Linked DNA regions of Anas platyrhynchos: region 1 is linked to region 2. A link is a contact called in public Hi-C data. All regions are on one chromosome and are shown on one strand. Each heading gives the region's core, a stretch centred on a gene start, on an enhancer-like site or on the middle of the called end of the contact. The rest is flanking DNA. Distances are from core to core; before and after follow the strand shown. Region 1 holds the start of CCN2 (cellular communication network factor 2). Region 2 has its middle 79 kb from the start of MOXD1.

Region 1 (3,711 bases), core at 877-3,376, 200 kb before region 2:
GTCTTAGGTCACATGGAGCAGTTTGTTGAAATTAAAAAAACTGATTTAAATACCTTGTGCTATTGAATCATGTTTACAAAATGAGATGCAAATCAGTTCAAGTTGAGAATCTAGTTAGCGTCTCCTTCTGGCTTTATGCCATGTCTCCATACATCTTTCTGTAGTACAGAGACTCAAAGATGTCGTTGTCTCCAGGGCAGTTGTAGTGGCACGCGCAGGTCTTGATGAACATCATTTTCCTTTTCATGATCTCCCCATCAGGGCACTTGAACTCCACAGGGAGGGTGGCTGTTCTGTGGGGTGTGCAGCAGCGCCCATCAGTGCAGACACCACAGAACTTAGCTCTGTAGGTCTTCACACTGGTGCAGCCAGACAGCTCAAACTTGATGGGCTTGGAGATTTTGGGAGTGCGAATGCACTTCTTGCCTTTCTGTTGGGATATAAGTGAATACAACATGTTTAGAAGGTAGGCTTTGATGTAGCACTAAGCTTAAATATTAAAAGCAGGCAGATGCACAAATCCTTACAATGTTTTCAACAGGAGAAAGTGTTTACATAGCATCATAATAATGTGTGAAAGAAAATAAGGACATTTAATTGCAAAATATTCACTGCTGGGGCAAAACTCAAACCTCATGACGAGCCACTTGAAATTTACTACTGAAACGTACTGCCTATCAGAACACCACATTTTTTGGCAACATACTATTTTGCCAGCTGATGAAAGCATCCTAGTAAGTCATACATTAAAGTTGAGACTCTTTACCTTGATGTTCTCCTCCAGGTCCGCTTCACAAGGTCTGACCATGCAGAGCCTGCTCTGTTTCTCCAGTCTGCAGAAGGCATTATCGTTGGTGACCCTGGTTGAGATGCCCATGCCGCAGGTCTTGGAGCAGGCACTCCATTCAGTGGTCTGCACCAGGCAGTTGGCACGCATCATGGTTGGGTCTGGACCGTAAGTGTCTTCCAGTCTGTAAGCTGCAGGGGACAGACAACCAGGATGAGGCCACAACCTGAGTTTGCACCCTGAGAGATGCACTGTCCCCTTCCCAGAGAAGTTTCAGCAACCACATTTATCTGAGGGACAATCCCACTTACTGTTGCCCTCTGGCTGCTGGGGTAGCCCCACATCAACCCACCCTGCTACACCTGACCCCAATGCATGCACCCCTTTCCCCTCAGCCCACCAGCCACGGTGGGACCCCCACTCACCGGCAAGAGCAGGTCCCACAGCAGTCTGCTCCTTGGGCTCATCGCAGACCCACTCCTCACAGCACTTGCCGGGGAGCTTCACTCTCCGCGGGAAGGGGCAGTCGGGGCTGGGCAGGCGCACGTCCATGCTGCAGAGGGGCACGCAGCCCACCGCCCCGTCCAGGCAGGTGCACTGGTACTTGCAGCTGCTCTGGAAGGACTCCCCGCTCCGGTACACCATGCCGCCGAAGACACACGGGGCGCCGTCCCGAGCTGCGGGGACAGGAGGCAGAGGGGGTCAGGCTCAGCCCCGGCCGCCGGGACCCCCGTCCCCGTCCCCCTGTGCCGGTCCCCACTCACCGGTGCAGACGCCGATCCTGCGGTTGGCGGGGGAGCCGAAGTCGCAGAAGAGCCCCTTGTGGTGGTCGCAGGGGTCGCGCTCGGTGCACAGCTCGCCCAGCTGCTTGGCGCACACCCGGCAGCAGCCGCAGCCGTCGAGCACCAGGGAGACGCCGGCGGGGCAGCTGGGGCCGGGCCCGGCTCCGCACTGGCACTGCCCGCTGCACTCCTGCCCACGGGCCTCGTCCTGCGCCGGCGGCGGGGGGAGAGAAGGAGACAGCGGCCGTCAGCACCGCCGACGCCGTGCCCGGCGTAGCCCGGGGCAGCAGCAGCAGCGGCGGCGGCACTTACCGGGCCGAGGACGGCAACGAGGAGGAGGAGGGCGGCGGCGAGGCTGGACGGGGACATCCTGAGGCGGCTGCGAGGCGAGGTCCCGGCGGGGCGCTTCCCTTCGGCGGGGCTGCTGCGGGCGGTGTCTGAGCTGCGCTGCACGGCTCGGCTCGGCTGGGCACGGCTCGGCTGTGCTCTGCTGTGCTCGATGCTCCGTTAGCTGCCGGGACAGTGGCTGCGTGACTGCTGAGCCCGGCGGCGGGCGCCCCTTTATAGGCGGCGGCGGCGCGGCCCCGCCAATGGGCTGAATGGGGCCGCGCACCAGCAGCCGCATTCCCCGCATTCCTGCGCGCCGCGCCGCCCGCCCCGCCCCGGAGCGGCCCTGACCCCTGGCTCCCGCATTCCTCCGCCCCCCCCCCTCCTCCTTTTCCCTTTTATTTTTTTAAGAAAAAAAAAATCGCCGTGTTTTCCTCACGCCGCGGCCCGCCCCGCGCCCGGCCGGTTGCTAGGGGCGGCCCGGGAATGCTTCGCCTCCCCCCCCCCCCCCCAGGCCCTCGCCGGCCGGTGCCCGCCGCCCGTCCCGGCGTATTCCGAGCGTTTTGTTACGACCAAAAAAGGTATAATTACCCCGCGGGGTGTATAAATTGACTCTGTGTCCTCCTGAATCATACCGAATATTTGTAATGTGTTCCTTTCCTAATAGATGCTCTCTATGAATAGAGAGAGTGCCTATTTACTCTGAAATATTTGGCACAGCGGAGCGAGTCTGGAGCATGGAAGAAGTGGCTATTATTTTCCCGCTGCCTGTGTGCAGCTGTCATCCCTGAGCAACACAGTCTTAGCACAGCCCTGCTTCACGAGCTCCCTGTCGGACCGTCCCGGGAGGCCAACCAGGCGTGCCACCGTGCTCAGCTGAAACCCCAGCACCGTGCCGTGGATCTGACCGAACCCCAAACCTACGTGTTGTGGTTTGGATTAAACCGTTGCAGATAACTCTCAGGCTTTGCATTTTCTTTTCTTTTTTTTTTTTTTTTTTTTTCTGAGGCTAGAAGGATGGTTCTTCCCCCCACTCCCCGCGCACCATGTGAATATTCAGTGATGTCATGTTGTTTGACCTCCGCTTTGGCACGAGGAATGCCTGCGTTTTGACTCTTGACCCGCAGAAGTATGTTAGCGTTTAATGAGAGAGATTGCCTTCACGCATCTTGTTAGGCAAATTGGAATCTGGTGGGTATATTAAAAGACAGCATCTTCTGCGTGTAGTTGTTCTGCCGCTGCCATATCTCTCCCTCTTTCCATCCCTCTGTACACGTGTGCTCATATCCACGCGTGACACTGCAATATGCATTCACAGGATTCTTGAGGGAGAAAGATACATTTTCATGTAAAGCCCCAGTAGGATATATTGTACCGTAAAACTGTCTTTATATTCTGCCAACCCTGTACTTTGGCTGCTTAAGTCATTTGGATGTCATTCCGTCTACTTGAAGTTCTCCATTAAAAGAAATGAGATTGGCTCTGAAAGAGAAAAAGTCCCAGAGGAACAGTTATGGTAAATAATATATGTTCTCAACCATGAGGCAGCCTGAAATCTCTATTTACTTGAAGAACTCCAATGGCCTCAGTGCTGGGTAAATAATATGTGTACCAAACTATGTATGACATGCATACCAAAATGCAAATGTAACCAGGTAAACAGAATGCCTTTTTTAAATGTCTAAATATGGTAGGAGAACATCAGAGAGAGAGAGGCTCTAGACATGTTTTATAACTTTCCATGTAAGAGGTTTTTTACAGAGAATCAATTTTATTAAACAAAACCTGAGAATCTCACCAGCAGAAAAAGTCTGT
Region 2 (3,309 bases), core at 140-2,639:
GAGTGTAGGATTCTTACCTTTCAGGCAGTGGAGTTCACTAGGACATCTAAAAGAGAGGTGCTGCAGTACCACACTGAATATCCCATCCTGAACATCAGTCTTCTAGAAGCTTAATTCCTTTTGATTCAGAAGAGTATAGGTGCTTTTTATAAGCTTAACCCTGTGATCTTAGGTCACCCTGTCTTCAGGGCAGGGACCTGCTACTTCTGGCTGCTGAGGAATATCTATTCCCAGAGTTTATAATAATAGTGAATACAATGGCATTCAGCAACTTGTTGTCAACCTAACTACAAAGCTTAGCACCTGGCCTAGAAGTATTTGTTTATTTCATGTTTCCTCTCTGCATAGACCGTTATATTTTGTTGGAGAGCAAAAGCTTCATCTCTATCTCCCTCCAATGGTAAACTTTGGTAATTTCTTTTGCAGACAGAAAAACATATTCAAAGATGCTATAGCACTTGCTGTTTATGGATTATTTTTTTCCAATATGATGAGTAGAGGGAGAGATTGACAATTTCAAAAGTTGAATGCTCATCTCATTAGAGCATGGAGTCTCTTTGAAAGAGTAATTCCCATTTATCAGGTAAATATGGTTTTAGATATGATAGAATTAGAGGACTGAATCAGTGTCACTCAGGCTGAGCAGGAGCTCAGCAGGTCCCTAGTCCAACCCATTGCTCCCCACAGGGCCAGCTGTGGGGCTGGACCAGGTTACTCAGGGCTGTGCCCACTTGGGTGTGCAAACCCCCACAGAACCTGCTCCGCTGCCCGCAGCCCCACCACAACAACCCTTCCCTTACAGTCTCAGCCTCTCTTCCCAAGGCCTGCCCGTTGTCTGTTGGCCTTCCACCACGCACCCATAGCTGTGTCTCCTCCACTGCTTCCCCACGGGGGCTGCTGGCAGCCCTCAGCCCCGTCTCATCTCTCAGCTCCTGGCCCCAGACCTGCTCTGGCCTGGCCATGCCAAGCTTGCTCCAGTTTGCCACTGTCTTTCCCACCCCAGGGGCCCTGACTGGAGGCAGTGTCCACACATGGTCTGACAAGTGCTGAGCAGAGAGATGGCATAATCTAGTAGCTGTGCTCCTGTTAATGTCACAAAATGTCATGCCTTAGAAGGCCTTCTCATGTTTTTTCCATGCCAATGTGAATGGCAGGACATCTCCCTCCTCCCAACATCTGGATGAAGACAGCTGGTAGTACAGCCCCACCAGTGGCCAGAGGGCAGGGGACAGTCACCTCTCCCTGCCCGCAGGGAGAAGTACTCCTGTGGCAGCCCAGCTCCCTTACCAGCCCTTTCATTTCAGGGTGTGAAAAGGGGCCATGCCAGGGCAGAAGCTCTCACTCAGAGCATGTATCTTTTACTGAAAATGTGGAAAATATGAACATAGCTCAGCTGAGAACACAGATCACACAAGTCAAGGTCAGGTCTTGCTGTGGTTTCACCATTTCCTGGTAGCAGTGGCAAGAATTTCCATGCTTTTTGGATCTGATTTTCATTTGGAAAGTATGTAAATGTCTATTTTCATTGCTTGTACCAGCTTAATCAGAAACTCATGCTAAATAAGATGGGCATTTTCCAGAATTTTCATAAATAGTGAAGCTCTCGTAGTTCACTCAAGAGGTGCTAAAAGAGAGAGAGATTTGGCAGCATAGCTTTGAAACAGCCCAGTGTAGCAGTTATTAGCTGTGATAATACAGTGTGTGGCACTCATAGGCCTGCATGAGATTAAAAAAGCCATGATATTAGACTCCAAAACATCCTTATTACCAGTCCCATTTTTTCCCTCATTACTGTTACCCTTGTCTCCTCATGTCATTCTATGGCTTAGCCAGTAACAAGGTAGTCTAGTAAATAATAAACCACCAAGAATAATGCATGCCAAATGGTGAAGAGATTTGGAATATTAAGTGTTCGCTATGAAGTTTTTGCAAATAGACTGAAAGAATAAAGCATTTGCAATTTACTTCAGGAATTAAAAACATGCTTGTGCATATGCATATGAATGTACACTGTAAGATGTGACATAAAATTTAAGGGAAATTTTTTTCACAGAATCTGATTTTAAAAAAGGGACTTTTAAGAAACACCTCTGAGAATGACAAGTCTCAGTCACAATGACTGTCAAGAAGTCTGAAGCATCACTCCAGCTCTCTCTAACAAACAGGCATTGTTTGTGAGATACTCAAACATCTTAAATTCTCAACATTTAGATGTGGAAAAAGAAAAAAAAAATGCAAGCAAAGCCAAAGCATTTTGGTGCCCCTTGGTGAAATATAACTATGATTTCCCTCCCCCTCCTACCTTGAGCAGATAGCAAGCAGCAAGCTCAAGACAGCATCAATAAAACTGAAGAATCAAGACATTTTGCAAAGGGCATCTGACTGTTTGAAATATGTAAGGAAGCAAAGTTTGCATATTTTTCTGTCAGAAGAAATCTAAAAACCTCATTCCCTCTTCCTCAGCACCTGTGACTTGTGGAGGTTAGGATCCCTGAGAGGGCTGACACAAGCCAGCTGTGCCTGGCATGAAGCAGTTGTGCTGGGCTTTACCAGATGTGCTTAGGCTTTACCAAATATCCAACACAAGAGCTACCCTATCACAATATGTAAGCATAGGATATGGTTCCCCTTCTTTTTCTCCCCTAAAAGATTAATTTCCTCGTGGCAACAGAGCAGGTCTATCATCTGATTGCTCCATACCATGATCCTCTATCCAAGACAATGTCTCTGGGGACACAACGCTACAGTATTCCCAAATTTGATCAATAAATAACAGATAATATAAAGCACTCTATCTATTTATTGCAGGTAAATTGCTGTGGGCTGAACACTAAGCATGTAGTGAGCTAGATGTCATTTTTCTTACTATCTTTTTTTATGTCTTTGAGCTGCTGGTGTTATTGACTCTTCCATTTCCTCCTGCATCTTTCTGTGATAAGTCAGTCTTAGAAAGAGTATTATGCCAAATCTAAAGAACACCCTATTTAAAATTGTTGTGGTATAAAGATCTATCTCCCAGACTTTCTGTGGACTGTGGACTAATCATATTTTAAAGCCTCAATATTTCAAATTATACTATTTCACAAAAACAGGTGCATAGACTAAATTCAGGAACAGCCCAGTATATTAACTTTAAAAAATATAGACTAAAAGGATGTGATATTAATTGAGCAGTTGACCCTCATTTAATGTTCACCCTTACTAACTGATTATTTTACTAGCACTACTTACTATTATAAACGGTAAATCATAAATTGTATATAAACAATAATGTGAAGCTCCAGTTTTATGTAAGCAATCTAAGTAATT

The links. A called contact is a pair of places that touch in the nucleus more often than the background predicts.
Region 1: a Hi-C map of F1 follicle shows a contact between it and region 2, with 2.2 times the contacts expected there. The contact joins the promoter of CCN2 here to the enhancer-like site in region 2. A contact is called at or near these places in 2 of 8 Hi-C or Micro-C datasets (F1 follicle and subcutaneous adipose tissue).

What each region holds. Positions count from the first base shown.
Region 1 is chr3:62,856,457-62,860,167 of IASCAAS_PekinDuck_T2T, reverse strand. It overlaps CCN2 (cellular communication network factor 2), which reads right to left and starts at 2,126. Exons shown (of 5, transcript XM_027454509.3): 1 at 1,882-2,126; 2 at 1,552-1,777; 3 at 1,213-1,464; 4 at 767-978; 5 at 1-430. The coding sequence starts at 1,938. The coding sequence ends at 134.
Region 2 is chr3:62,658,636-62,661,944 of IASCAAS_PekinDuck_T2T, reverse strand. No RefSeq gene overlaps it. Among named protein-coding and RNA genes, the nearest start is that of MOXD1, 79 kb to the right of the region's middle. Within about 2 kb of position 1,389, at least 2 of the 8 cell types and tissues checked have an H3K27ac peak or open chromatin away from gene starts, as enhancers often do. A contact at or near this core is called in F1 follicle, where this site is marked.